Regions from separate parts of the Gossypium hirsutum genome. Here region 2 is linked to region 1. A link is a contact called in public Hi-C data. All regions are on one chromosome and are shown on one strand. Each heading gives the region's core, a stretch centred on a gene start, on an enhancer-like site or on the middle of the called end of the contact. The rest is flanking DNA. Distances are from core to core; before and after follow the strand shown.

The links. Hi-C and Micro-C count contacts between places; a contact is called where the count stands out from the background.
Region 2: a contact with region 1 is called in a Hi-C map of leaf, with 3 times the contacts expected there. The contact joins the promoter of LOC107957100 here to the promoter of LOC107957096 in region 1. A contact is called at or near these places in 7 of 34 Hi-C or Micro-C datasets (callus, hypocotyl and leaf).

Annotation. Positions count from the first base shown.
Region 1 is chrA05:85,766,386-85,774,285 of Gossypium_hirsutum_v2.1, reverse strand. It overlaps LOC107957096 (protein LOW PHOTOSYNTHETIC EFFICIENCY 1, chloroplastic), which reads left to right and starts at 2,615. Exons shown (of 1, transcript XM_016892521.2): 1 at 2,615-5,302. The coding sequence starts at 2,981. The coding sequence ends at 5,206.
Region 2 is chrA05:86,065,744-86,073,643 of Gossypium_hirsutum_v2.1, reverse strand. It overlaps LOC107957100 (protein MAEA homolog), which reads left to right and starts at 4,017. Exons shown (of 7, transcript XM_016892522.2): 1 at 4,017-4,513; 2 at 5,244-5,438; 3 at 6,149-6,271; 4 at 6,569-6,754. The coding sequence starts at 4,175.

The sequences.
Region 1 (7,900 bases), core at 1,366-3,865:
TTTTCAAATTGGTTTGATATCTCTATCATATTTATCTAAAATACTATATATATATATATTAATAGTTATTAAACGGTTGAAATTTTTTTATATAAAACAAATAGTTAGAAAATTTTAATTTACATTAAATTTGACATGCATGATCTATATAGATGAAAAATAAAATGTGACAGTTGGACCATTAAAATATTAATCATACAAAAAGATATGAAAGGGTGTAAAGCTATTTTAGTTTTACATAGGTGTGAGTAGATTCCTCCCCATAATATTTAACTACTAAAACCATTAATACACATATATAACTATTATTATATAATAAACTATAATAAAAGATATAGTGTTATATAATATTATAATGCTTAATCATTAATGCATATATAAAAACTATTATTATATATGAGATGAGATGATATGCCATTATATAATATCGGAGGGCTAACTTTCAATTTTAAGAAAAGTATAGGAACTTATTGCATATTTCAACTAATATAATAAATAATTAATATATTATGTATTACTATTATAGTATATGATATAGTTTTACATAATGTAATAATATATTTTAAAAATATTAAAATATATAATTATTAATTTGTCCAAAATCAAAATTGAATTTATTAACCGGTTTGCTTGAATTGATTTAATTTGATTGGTTTTAATAGCTAACTATAATAGATGATATACTATTATATAGTATAATATTATAGTATATAATTATGACAAACTATTAATATATATAACTATTATTATATTATAAAATTATAATAAAAGATATAGTATCAATAATTATGTTTAATTTAGTATATTACAATACATATTTATAACTAGTAATAGAAAAATATTTTTTTAATAATAAAATAAGGAAATGAGGCTGCTTAAAAACAAATTAAAGCTCTCATGCCTACAACATAATGTTATTGTCATTGAGTTAAGAAATTACCGGCAAAGCATATAATATTATTAAAATATTTAATCTCTTAATAAATATTATTTTATTAAATTAGATTTTGAATTTGACTTTAACTTTTATAAACTATATTTCGGTTTTGGGTTTAAAAAAAAAATTTAGGCATGAGATTTAGGTTATAATTAATTATTTTGAATTAGGTAATAATAAGTATATTATTTGAGTTTGGGTTTAATATAATATATTTAGATTTTAGAACAAATATTTTAGAAAATGACTATTAGGTTTATAAATTCAAGGTTTAAATATCACAAAGGTCCTTGTACTTTTTTAAAATTTAATATTTAGTCTCTATACTTTAATTTTGAAACATTGAGTTCTTGTACTTTTTTTATTTAATTTTGACGTTGTAATATCAAAGGTAAAATAACTTTTTAACCCTCAACATTTATAATTTTTGTCAATTTGGTCCTTACCCTTTAAAAATACATGAAAATTTTAAAATTATTTTTTTCATATTTTAAATGAAAACATAAAATTTTTTAAAAAATGATGATTTTTTAAAATAAAAATTTATGAAAAACATTAAAAACTATTTAAAATTCAAAAAACAAAAAACAAAAAATATTTTAAAAATATAAACAAAAATTCCAAAATTCAATGTTATCTAACACAAACCTAATCGGACCGGCCAGCCACACTAGGAACTGATTAGTGTATCTATTCGGTGACAGGTAAAAAAATCGATTAACGCACGAACCAGTTTGGGCTAATTGAACTAACATGAAAAATCAATTGAACCGATAATTAAATTAATTTCGAATCGGTCTAACCAATTTGTTCCCAAAATGACTAATCTCAGCGGCTCAAAGCAAATAAATAATTAAAAATAAAAAATATTAAAATCGATTCAATTTCCAGTTCAATTTATTTTTTTAGCCCAGTTCGCAAATGAATCAATTTTTAAAATTTTTAAATGTTTTAGCCCTTAACATTTACAATTTTTTTTATCAATTTGGTTAATACCTTTTAAAGTATATAAATTTAAAAAAAATAATTTTTTATTATTTTAAACGAAAAACATAACATTTTTAAACAAATATAATTTTTTAAATAATAATGTCTATAAGAAAAATTAAAATTCATTAAAATTAAAAAATAGAAAACTATAAAAAAATTCAAAATTCAATGTTTATTGAATTAAGAATCAACTGGGGTAATGGTTCGGTGAGAGGTAAAAAATTGGTTGGCAAGAGAACCGATGCGAAATAAATGAATCAAGCTAAAAGATCAATTAAACTGTGAGTTTGAATAAATGTTTATAATTTTTAGTATTTTTATTTTTTAATAAATTATTTACTTTGAACTGGTTAGGATAGTCATTTTGGGAACCAATTGGTTAGACTAGTTCGAAATTGATTCAACTGAGTCTTAGCTTGGTACAACTAGTCCGTACTGATTTGCGAGTCAACTGATTTTTGATCTCTCATCGGATTGATACCCTAGCCGATTTTCAATCCAACCAATTGGTCCAGCCCAATTTAGCTAACATTGAAATTTAGAATTTTTTTATATTTTAAAATATTTTTATATTTAAAAAAATTAATTTTTTTAAAATTTTATGTTTTTATTTAAAATATGAAAAAAAAAGAATACGAATAAGCTTGTGCTTATTGGACATTAGCCCATTTATGACAAAGAAAACCCAAACATGTTTTCTTTTTCTTGCCACACAATGACGAATTTTTGTCTGATTTTTGGCTCCCTCACCTCTCCAGCTCTCCTTGCAATTGAATGGCTGTGAATAGACCACAGCAGAAGAACACAACCAACTTATATCCGCCCAAGCTATCATCTTTCAGATGCCTTAGCCTTGTTCTTTCATCGTTTTTCATTTTTATATTCTTAATTGTATGTCAATTTGTAGAAACTCCTGTCAGTTCAGGACTGAAGTCACTAAGCACTTGCAAAGACTAAGGAGCACCGATGAATCTATCATGAGATTGTAGTAAGATATTTCCTTGCTTCTTTAACTCTGGGTATTTCTTAATTTTGTAAACTTTTTTTGTAAAAATGCAAGCTTTAAGTATCTGGCCATCACATGGTGGCTCTTTGGTAGTACCCCATTTGGATTTTGAGCATGATTCTTCCTGTTTTGCATCTATTAAACCTAGAAGCAGGAAAAAATGGAGTCTTATTGACGGTAGAGGTCATAGTTTCTTATTGCTTTCAAGCTATGCAAGATTTAGTAGGAGTGAGACTTGTTGCAGGAACTTGAATTGTTGTTTGAGATTTGAATTCCTCTGTTGCTACTCCCAATTGAAAGTTGTCCTCTTCTGTGAGCCAAAGGGAGGTTCTTCTAGTGGGTTGGTTGCATCAGCTTGGGCATTGGAGCAACAAGAAACTGGGAATGAACTTGAGAGAGAAGGATCATACTCAAAGGATGATGATAATGGCAATGGGGATAGAAGTGAGGAAGTGGATATTAGTAGTGAGGGAGAAGCTGAGTTGGAGAGTGCAAGGATTGATGTTCGGGCTCTGGCACGCAGTTTACAGTTTGCTAAAACTGCAGATGACATAGGAAAGGTTCTCAAAGATATGGGTGAACTGCCTCTCCAAGTACATTCAAGCATGATTAGTGGTTTTGGAAGGGACAAATACATGGATGCTGCAATGTCCCTTGTTGAGTGGCTCAAGAGAAAGAAGAAAGAAAGTGGTGGAGGCATTGGCCCAAACCTTTTCATATACAACAGCTTATTGGGTGCAGTGAAACACTCCAAACAATTTGGTGAAATGGAGAAAATCTTGGATGATATGGCTGAGGAGGGGATCATTCCCAATATTGTTACTTATAATGTTTTGATGGCAATTTATGTGGAGCAAGGAGAAGCTACAAAGGCCCTAAATGTTCTTGAGGAAATTCAAGAGAAGGGCTTCAGTCCGTCGCCAGTGTCCTATGCTACTGCCTTATATGCTTATCGTAGAATGGAAGATGGGCATGGAGCTTTGAAGTTCTTTATTGAATTAAGAGAAAAATATGTGAAGGGAGACATTGGAAGAAATGCGGATGAAAATTGGGAATATGAGTTTGTTAAGCTTGAGAAATTCACAGTTCGTATTTGCCAACAAGTCATGCGGCGGTGGCTTGTTAAGGACGAAAATTTGAGCACCAGTGTGCTGAAACTCCTGAGAGATATGGACAATGTTGGGCTTAAACTTAGTAGGGAAGATTATGAGCGCCTTATATGGGCTTGTACCCGTGAAGAACATTATCTTGTTGCAAAAGAACTTTATAGCAGGATTAGAGAAAGCTTTTCAGAGATAAGCTTATCTGTGTGTAACCATTTGATTTGGGTAATGGGGAAGGCTAAGAAGTGGTGGGCTGCTTTGGAGATATACGAGGATCTATTAGACAAGGGACCAAGTCCTAATAACATGTCCTATGAATTGGTTGTGTCTCACTTTAATATATTACTTTCAGCGGCCAGACAACGAGGAATATGGCGATGGGGTGTCAGGTTGCTTAATAAGATGGAAGAAAAAGGCCTTAAACCTGGCAGCAGGGAGTGGAATGCAGTCCTTGTGGCATGTTCCAAGGCTTCAGAAACTTCTGCTGCTGTGCAGATATTTAGGAGAATGGTGGAGCAAGGGGAAAAGCCCACCATCATCTCGTATGGAGCATTGCTCAGTGCCCTCGAAAAGGGTAAACTCTATGATGAAGCCCTCAGGGTGTGGGATCATATGATAAAGGTTGGTGTTAAACCCAACTTGTACGCTTATACAATCATGGCTTCAATTTTCACTGGACAAGGAAATTTCAAAATGATTAATGCAGTCTTTCAAGAAATGGCATCATCTGGTATTGAGCCAACGGTGGTCACATACAATGCAATTATTAGTGGGTGTGCTCGGAATGGCATGAGCAGTGCAGCATATGAATGGTTTCACCGCATGAAAGTCCAGAACATCTCACCAAATGAGATCACATATGAGATGTTGATTGAGGCTCTGGCAAATGATGGTAAACCAAGGCTTGCATATGACTTGTACATGAGAGCTCAAAATGAAGGCCTTAACCTCTCCTCAAAGGCTTATGATGCTGTTGTGCAGTCATCTCAAGTTTATGGAGCAACTACTGACTTGAGTGTTTTGGGACCTAGGCCACCAGATACGAAGAAAGTTCGAATTAGAAAAAATTTGACTGAATTCTGTAACATAGCTGATGTTCCACGACGAAGTAAACCATTTGACAGGAAGGAAATTTACATCCCACCCAAACAAGAAAACCTAAGCCTTTAGGTACTCTGTAGGATTGAAAGTTTTTACATGTTCAATGTTTGTACATTTGAATTTTCAGGTATAAATCAGAATGACATACCACAATTTAAAAGCTCATGTTTACATGTGTATTGTGCTAATATCTCTGCCTTGTAACTTGCGCACAATTCCGTTTTTACCTGTTTGATAATCGTACTGTATGAAGAAAAGATGCTATCCATAAAAGGCGATATTTTAGATAATGGATTCCACCATGTTAGATGTTACCTGCCATTAAAGAAGTGACGATGGTGGTGGTTTATTTCTGTTCATAATCCCATAACACTGGTTTAATGGTACAGCCTAACATCCATTACGTTATCTGCTAGCTGTCACATTTATAAAAAGGAGAATTTTGTATCCCGGGCTTATGCAGTAGTGACATTCAGTATGTCCAAGTTTGGATTTCAGCATCGGCAATTTTTCCTCTATTCGGAAACAATGGTCTCTTTTCTCCTTCTTGTTATATATACATCTTACATCTATCAAGTTCTGAATTTTAGGATCATAATCTCTGTAATTAGAACTATACAAGTGAGAAAGATGCAGGTTATGACATAGAACCCACTGAAAGCAAGAAATTTTCACAATTGTAGAAACATTATCATTTTTATCAACTTAAAGGGCAAGTGATACAGATGTCAAAAGGAAGATCGTAATCATATATCTTAAACTATCGTCTTTAGGAGCTGGAAGATTAATTTAAGGTAAAAAGATCAAAGTGATGATATCTACTGTTTTTCTTTTTTGGTGGGAGTGCACTTTAGGGTATCAGATATCATCGTCTACAGAAGTCACATAAAGATTACATTTTAGATAAGGGTTAGGTGCCCTTTTTGTAGCACTTCGATTACTATTTTTTAAATAAAAGAACAATAAAAAGAAAGATATTCAGAATACTAAATCCAAGCCAATATGTTTGCCCAATCTGAAAGAAAATTAGTAACAACATATCAATTATTTTCTTTCACATTAAACAGATAAAACATGCAATTAGTAATTTTCTTTCACAAAAGTAAAAATCACTTGTTTTTAGTGTCTTAAGAATGTAATATATCAATTATTTTCAAAAACTATTCATGATAATCGCATTAGTAACAATAATTTTTAAATAAAAATCTTAAATTTCTAATAAATATTCAAGAAATTTAAGATTATAAATATAATTAATCCTAATTTATTCAATTTATATTAAATAAGCTCTAAAAATTATTGCCCAATTACGATGTTAAGGATGTCATACAAAATCAATATCCTAAAATCTTTCAATAAAAAAAAATTAAATCTTATATAAAAATCATAATCTATCATAAGAAAAGCTACAATCCTAATTTTTAAAAATTAACCAATAAAACTTGAAAAAAATTAAAAAGTTATTCCAAATTAGGGAGACCCACTTGAAACAATCAAAAGATTTAGTACCTATCTTACAAAAATTGTAGAGAGTGTATGGGAGAGAGAGAAGTAAGAAGTATTTGAAAGAAATAAAAAAAAATAGAAATGTTTAGGTTTTAGTGTGTAAAGAGAGATTTATTTTTATATAAAATAATTATTTTTTAAAAATTTTGGCAGTCTTTTTTAAATTTTTTCGCGAAAATATATTTTTCATGATAATTTTTAAATATTTTGTGGAGTTAATGTCAATTTTCATAGCCACCTCCCCTATATTGTTGAAATATTTCAGTTTTTGCATAACAGAAATTTAATTTTTTTTAAATTAAATTTTTGTGATATTTATAGTAATATAACTTATCAAATTTAATACTTATATTTTTGGCACGAGTGTTCTAGTGATTTCCTAACTTTCAATCAACTTGATCTTCTCCATTATTCTTGAGCTCACGATTTGCTTAGAGAGTGAACTTTAATTATATAAATCAATCACACACAATGAAGGCTATTAATTTTCTAGTTGAGAAAACTAATTCTCTTTATGGACAAGAAATCTAACTTGAGCTGTCACGAAAAATAGAGTTTTTTAAAAATAAATCTCACAATAAATCTGGAGAGTTACAACGCTCGATGTTATGTATTTTTAACCAAGCTTGTATTTTTTATTTATAGAAAATAGTTACAAGGGTTCTACTTGAATATAGAGACAAAAATTATAATATTTTAATAGAAAACACATAGTCACACTAGAAATACATAGGGTGCGCAGGACACCCTATTTGGGATACTGAAGGTTGTCGCCCATCAAATGTGTTATTTGGACCTATTTGGTTCATTGGGTTTATTTATATGTGTTATCTGGACTCTAACCCAACTCATATAATTTATTCAACTCAATAATAAGCTTTCTATTTCTTAAAATATTATTTATTTAATTATTAAAATAAATTTAATTAATTCACTCAATTAAATTATTTTCTCAACCCATTTTTAATTTCGTTAAAGTTATGATAATTTTACAGTACTAGAATATATGAATAAATAAATTTAATCATCTCATAGTACGATAACTAATTAATCTAATTTTCACTATGAACTTCCATTAGTTTATTACGAACCTTAATTAATTACAATCAATTAAATAATAAATCAAAGAAATTAATTTAACCACTAAGTCATCTCTTGTTCTTACTGAGAAAATGCATTCCTTGCAGGTAGTGATACATGCAATCTATTTTAAAATTCGTTGTTTTCATTCATTCAATTTACCGGTTCTAATGCAAT
Region 2 (7,900 bases), core at 2,768-5,267, 300 kb before region 1:
CAATTCTAACCCATAACCATTTATCATGTATATACCATTTCATTAAGCTTCTTACACATAGTATCAACTACCACATAGGTATCTTACATACCTGTACTTTCTCGTATTCATTTATTTCATCCTCACTTCTTTGTTCAATACGTTAAATCGTTCGAGAATCTTTCAATGCTTCAAGAACTCGCACACTTAGTGCATTAATGTTTAGCCGTAGTAATAACGATATCGCACACTTAGTGCCATCATATTGAACCGAAGTTATCTCAGCATTACACACTTAGTGCCATATAAAACCGAAACTATTTCAATTCGCACACTAAGTGCTGTATATAGCCGAAGCTATCTTGAAACGTACACTAATTGCCAAACATAGTAGACTTGTCATCGTACACAGTCGTAGTCACAAATATACAATTTATGCATTATTGAAGCATTAAAAACATAATTATAACCAAATTTATCACGTACGAACTTACCTTGTACTCAGAATGGACTAATTAGATCAATTACTCGATAACCTTCGATTTACCTCGATCTAAATCCGAGTTCTTTCTTTCTTGATCTATATGTATTCAAAATTTACCCATTTAATCACCAATTCATTCAATTTAATTGGCAAACACATAAATGGGCATTTTGCAGATTAGCCCTCTAAAGTTACACATTTATTCAATTTAGTCCCTATTTCACAAAAAATACAAATTACACAAAATTTATTTACACCCAAGCCTAGCCGAATTTCCTAGGGACCCCTAGTAGCCCAAAAATTTCATTTATTTCACAATTTAACCCATTAGTTTACACTTTTCTCAATTTAATCCCCAATATGCATTTTTACTCAAAATCACTTTACAAAACATGTATATCAAGCACCAAGCTTTCATAATTCATCATCATCTATCACAAAACTCAAGCATTCATCAATGGAAACTCACAATTTCATCAACCAATTCAAAAATTGAGGCATGGGCTAGCTAGTACTCAAAGCAACGATCACAAAAACATAGAAATCATCAAAAACCAAGCAAAAGACATTCCTCAATCAAGCTCAACCATAGTCGAACCCTAAATGAACTTTTATCTTTTCTTTTCTTATGATTTTTAGTGATAGTGATGATAATTAAAGCATATAATGACTTTGTTTTATTTAATATAACATTAATAATCAAATACCAATTTTACCCCTTTATTAAACCATATAAAAATCACTTAATACAAGCCCATTTATGTCCATCCATCATTCAAATGGTCTAATATCATCATAAGGACCTTTGATTATAAAATCCATAACACTTAAGCACTTTTAACATATGGAATGCCATTTTTACAATTTACGCGATTAAGTCATTTTTATCAAATCGAACACACAAACGTTAAAATTAGCACCAGAAAATTTCACACATATAAAATCACATACTGTAAACACATAAAGTAATATTTTTTGACCTCGGATTTGTGGTTCCGAAACCACTGTTCCAACTAGGGTCTAAACCAGACTATTACAGTTTAACTAACAATGAACATGCATTTTCTACAATCAAACATCAAAATACATGCACATCCAACATGGGTAAGATTTTAGACTTTAACTTTCTTTCAATTTGTCCTTGAAATAGCTGAATCAAGTTACAATGATCTCAAAAATATAAAAATCATTAAAAATGGGACAAGAACGGACTTACAATCGAGCTTGAAAGCTTGGCCAAACCCTAGCTAGGTCTCATATTCTAATTTTTGGCTATGAGGATGAAATTGAAGAAGATGAAATCCTTTATTTAGTTATTTTAGCTTTATTTATCAAATTACCCATTTACCCCTCACTTAAACTTTGAAATTTTACTTATTCCATGTCCATTTTTGTCGATCCTAAAGTATAATGGTCTAATTACCATTTAAGGACCTCTAATTTAGAATTTCATAACAATTTACTACCTTTAGCCTATAGAACTCAAATTTTGCACCTATTGCAATTTAGTCCTTCTAGTCAAATTGAGTACTCAATCGATAAAATTTCTTAACGAAATTTTCATACAATTATTCTATCATGCTGTAAACCTTAAAGAAATAGTAAAACAAATATTTCTACTTCAAATTTATGGTCCTGAAACCACTATTCTAATTTGATCCAAAAATGGGTTGCTACAATAATAACTTTTATGGGATCTCTTTAGTTTTAGTTTTTAGGTTAATTTGTAGTTTTAGGTTGCTGCAATTTTCCTTAAATTTCTTTTGCAATTTTCTCTTCTTGTTCCATTGATTCTGCACTTTAAATATTAATAGATTTTAGTGATTTCCTTATTCAAAGTTTGCAATCAAACAATCAAAACGAGGAATCTTATGTTCTCACTCCATCAAAATCATCAAATCAGAGCTTCATCAAATCCAAATTCAAGAAATTTCTAAACCTTCTTAATTTTCGTTTTATTTAATTGCTTAAATGAACATGAAAATGATAGGGTTTGGGTTTATTAAGATAATCATGAACTAATTTTCTTAGGTAGTTGGTTAATTGAAATGTTGAATAATTATCTTAAGGTTTATGGACTAAATTGAATAATTAGACTAAACTGAATAAAAACCAAAACTCAAAATTAACGACTCTAGGTGAAAATATTGATAAGGGAGATTGAGAGGAAATCTTATTGTGTAAGAATTCAATTGTCCCTATTTAGTTTAAGTTAGATCAAGAGATAAATCGAACTAAAATGTAAATTGGGTAAATTATAGATTGAGAGATATTAACTAATTCGATTAGAAAATTATTCTACTAAATTTCCTAATCTAAGAGTTAATTATGAACATGGAAATTAACCAGCTACCATTTTGTCTTGATTATCTCTTTTACAAATTTGGATATCTTTACAATTAGGTCCTTAGATATTAGTTTAGCCTCAAACATTCTATTTATTTTTTGTTGTACTATAGGTTGTTTAGTACTAACTATTTAGACTTTCTAGCTTGCATTCTTATTGACGTGAATTCAATTTTTTTATCGATCTCTTATGGATTCGATCATTGGGATACTCTATAAGGTGTTTCATTGTATTTTTTTATATAAATATTGCAAGTAGACTTGTTATACCAGCAATACACTGCACATGTTATATATCTTTATAATTTTCTCTGTTGAATACATGTACGCTGAAGCGCGATTTTGTCATAATTTTAAAGTTCAATAGTTTTTAATTAAATTCATATGATAAAGTTAAGGTGCAATAACAATGAATTTATTAAATTATTATACTTCTATGAAAATTTTGAGACTAAAAAATGTTAAAGAAATGAAATTGTAAAAGACAAAATTATATAATAATAACAATATTACATTTTATCAACCAAACATTTGGATCTTATATTCTAGCTAAATGAATCGAAGTAAATTAATTTTACATTCCACTCGTAACCTTGCATTTTTGTAACCTTATTACGAAACGTAATATTTTGTTGAAGGGGACCAAACTTACCATTGGTTGAAGGGATTAAGGCTTCTTGTTGGCACTCGATGACTAAGGTTCAAACTTTGTTGATTAATAACTTCCTCAATTTGTAATTAGACTAGTAGAAAAAAGGCACAATGACAAAATGAGCTCTTAATGTTTACAAATTTTATCTATTTGGCCCTTGTTCTTTTTTAAGCTAAATTTAACCTTCAATATTTTTAAAAATGGTTGAATTTAACTATCAATTTTTTTTAAAAGCTATCAGTCTTTTCGAAAGAGCTAAATTGTTGTTTTTTTAAGAGAAATGCTGACCAAAATATTAAAATTTTAAACATGGTAGCCTATAATGCAATCCGCGTGTACTTCATACAATTTTCTTAAATTTTTAAATTTTTTATTTTTAAATATTTTTATATTATTTGTTAATATGACATATAAGAGAAATAATAATGTGTCAACATCGTATACTTAAAAAATTAATGGTTTAGTTAATATTTTGATAAATTTAACTCAATAAAAAAATGAAAATTAAATTTACAAAAATTGTAAATGTTAACCGCTAATTTGTAATTATCCCATAGAAAATTTTTGGCAAAGCTCGGTCCACAATCAGATCCAGTTGCTCTATCGTAAAAGACGCTGTCGTTTCACCACATCACCGTAAGAAAGCTACTAATCATTCCTTTCTTCTCGTCTCCACTCTTCCTTGAACTCAAACCGGTTTCTTTCCCCTTCGAATGGAAATCGATCCACTTCCAAACGGTAGCGGTTCGAATGCCGCAACAAGCCCCGAAACCGCAGCAGCGACAACCGCAATTACCGTCGCATCGAACACGACGCCGTCCTCGAAATTGAGCCATCTGACGGAATCGTTAAAATTAGAGCACCAATTCTTGCGTGTTCCTTTTGAACATTTCAAGAAAACAATCCGAACCAATCACCGAACAGTCGAGAAAGAAGTCTCTGCCGTTATTTCAAGCGTCACTGACGTGGCTGACTCCGACGAAATATCCAAAGACGATGCCATTTTGAGTCTCACTTCCCTTGTTTCCCGTTTGCAAGGCATCAAGCGCAAGGTAAAAGAAGAGATTTTTTCTTTCTTTCTTTTTAAGTTAATTTAATGTGATCTGTATTGGAATTAGCAAAATTATGTTCCTTTTAACTTTTGGAGGTCTAAAAGGCAGAAAGTAGTTTTGGATATTTTGAGTGAAAAATGGCTATGTTTTTATATGATCTAAAATTAATGAATTTTTATGAAAATGAAGAGAATAATTAATTCGATGTAAAAGAGCTGGACTTGTATGAAAGTTGAAATTTTGACAATTTCACTTAAATTTGATAATATGAATTTGTAGAATTAAAGCAAGAATAAATCTAAAACTCGTCAATTTGTATGGAAAGTTGAAATATCGAATAAGTTGAAGAGTTTTGAATCTTATCTTACTGGATTAAGGGATAAATTATGTTTAATTGCAAAACTGTCTAACCTAAATTAAGTAATGGTCTGTAGAAACCCCTGCCAATATTGTTCACTTTTTTGCTTTACATACGCGCGCATACATATATCTGTTTATCAATCGGCATTTTACGTAATTCAATAATTTTTATTCAATTTAACAAGTATAACCTTTGCAGATTAGTTGGTCGCTGTATTTAGTAGTCACGGTAGATTTATTTTTCTTCTTATCTGAGCAACTGGATTGTATTTTGTGTTTTAGTAATTTATTATCCAAAGTACTGAGTAGCCCTTCTTAAGTCGTTAATGCATAGTGATCTACTAAAGTCTATATGTTCTTTATCATCCAGTTGGAAGAGGGGAGTCATGCAGAGAACTTGCAAGCTCATAGGTGTCGTGCTCGTCTTGATCACTTAGATTCAGCTGATGCTGAGAACCTTTCTGAATGGAATAATGTGCAATTGAAGCGGATCCTTGTGGACTATATGTCGCGTATGTCATACTATGACTCTGCAATGAAGCTGGCAGAAAGCAGCAACATACAGGTACTTTACATGCTTGCTTCATTTCATATAGACATGACAATGTTAGACCTGACATGAAGAAATAACAGTAACACAACATATACCATGTCTCCAAACCTATATATATATTATTAAGGTATCAAATTTATATAAATTAAATACCTTGAATGCGATAATAACATGGTGAAATGTATGCACGAATTCTCAATTCTAATTTCATAAGTTTTCTATGGAGTTAGCCACTAAAAGTATGCTCTGCCTTTTTTTATAATCAGAGAATAAGATAGGACTAACAAGCAGAATTACATTGAATCAGGATGGCATTGTATTTTCTTTATATTAATACATGTTTTAACCTTTTGAATTAGAATGTTTTGTCATTCAGCAGTTATCTAGCTTTGGCTGGACAGTTTTTTTTCCTTAAATGCTCATCACTGAAAACATTCTTGTCATCTTTGCCTGTATCTTCACAACATTTTCCAATTAATTCCTCGTATAACTGTGGAGGTCCAATAGAGGCTTTATGCTTGTTTTGGCATACATTTAGAAGTTACGGCTGTTCATAAGTTTCACATCACATGCAACCTCTCTAGAGAACTAGCTTGGTTTAACCAAGATTCTGCTGTTTTCTTTGAATTAAACATGTCTTTATATAAAATAAATAAAATTATCTTTTCCATCACCATTTGCCTACAAATATGCTTATACTTAATTGAATGTTTTTGTGCCAGGAACTTGTCGATATTGATGTTTTCCAAGAAGCTAAGAAGGTTATTGATGGCCTTAGAAATCAAGAGGTGGGTCCTGCCCTTGCCTGGTGTGCAGATAACAAATCAAGGTTGAAGAAATCCAAGGTATGCATTCATTCATTATGTCTTCTTCGTTATCATGATCGTTTTCCTCTCTTTGTTCCACTTGATGTTTTAACCTCCACGATTCTCTAAGAGTTAAATATACTTGAGCTGTGATTTTGGATTATCAGCATTATGCTATGTTAAATTTCTCTCTTAACTGCATTCATTAAATATAGATTTTTTTTTAATACTTGCTATAAAAAATGTGGGCACCCTTAAACATTTCGACCTGAGATTTCAGATTGTATCTAGTATTATATCTCAGATTCAATCATTTTTGTTCTTCTTTTATGAAAGAGCAAATTCGAGTTCCAGTTGAGACTTCAGGAATTCATTGAATTGGTACGAGCTGAGAACTACATGCGCGCTATTTCGTACGCTCGAAGGTACCTTTCCCCATGGGGAGCAACTCATTTGAAAGAATTGCAACGAGTCATGGCAACTTTGGCCGTTAGAAGCCACACTGAATGTGCAAAATACAAGGTGAATTTAATCCCTCTTTAAAATAGACTACTGGTTCAAGTTAGTTTATTTGCTTGTTATGCTCAGTGGAATGACTGGTTTACAATGCTAAAGATGAAAGAACAGGAAGTAATCGAAGCAAAAATCAAGCATATCAATTGCTTGATTTACATCATCAATGACCTTATAAATGTGGCATATTAGTAATATACAGAGCAAAAGAAAATGTGTAAATACCCCTAAATTCCATGTACTATAGGGTTTGGAGCAATTTAGTTCCTCTAATATTAGGAATTGAGCAAATAAGGACTGTTAGTCGGTGTTAATAGTTTCCGTTGGTTTTATATGACATGACAATTAAAAAGAAAGAAAAATCCAACTCTAAAAGAAGAAACACGTGGCTTATGATTGAGCTTTCTTTATTTGATTAATCCATGCCATTTTGTAATAAAAGAAAATGAATAAATTCGTAGATTGGTTACTGGCTAAGGGAGAAGCAAAAAAAGGGAAAAATGAAGAAGTGCTGAGGGTTTCAATTCTGAAAGTTGGGGACTGAAAACACAATTTTGATTTTATGATTTGGAGTCTCCAAAATCATGGGCTTGGGTTTTAGTTTTGAACAAGAAATCGAAAAACAATGGTTGGTTTAGGGTTTCACGATTTGGGATTTCTAAAACAACTGTTTCCAATTGGGGTTGCTTTGAGTTGCAGTTAGGGTTCGTAATGATGGATTTCAGATTTCTGATCAGATTTCCAGTGGCTTTCAACTTGATTTCGCACAGATTTTGGGTTGTTGATGCCGTTGCTTCAGTTTGGATTGGGGCCATTAATGATGAATTTCAAATTTTGAGCGGCTGATTGGGTTTCACATTGTTGCTACTGTGTTTTTTTTGGGTGGGTTAATGGGTAACCTCGAGATGCCATAACCCTTTTGTTTTGTTGCCGGTGTCGTAAGAACTAGAAGTCGAATTGGTTGGATCTTTGGTTCCTGGTTGAACCAGATGGCTCAGCCACTTTAAAAAATTTTAAAAATAAATTAATAATTAAACAATTCCATAAAAATATTGAAACTTAGAAAAGAAAAATAAAAAATATATTTACAAAAAATTGAAGATAAAAATAAAGGAAAACATAGTAAAAAAGATTCAAATTTTTATTAAAAATTAA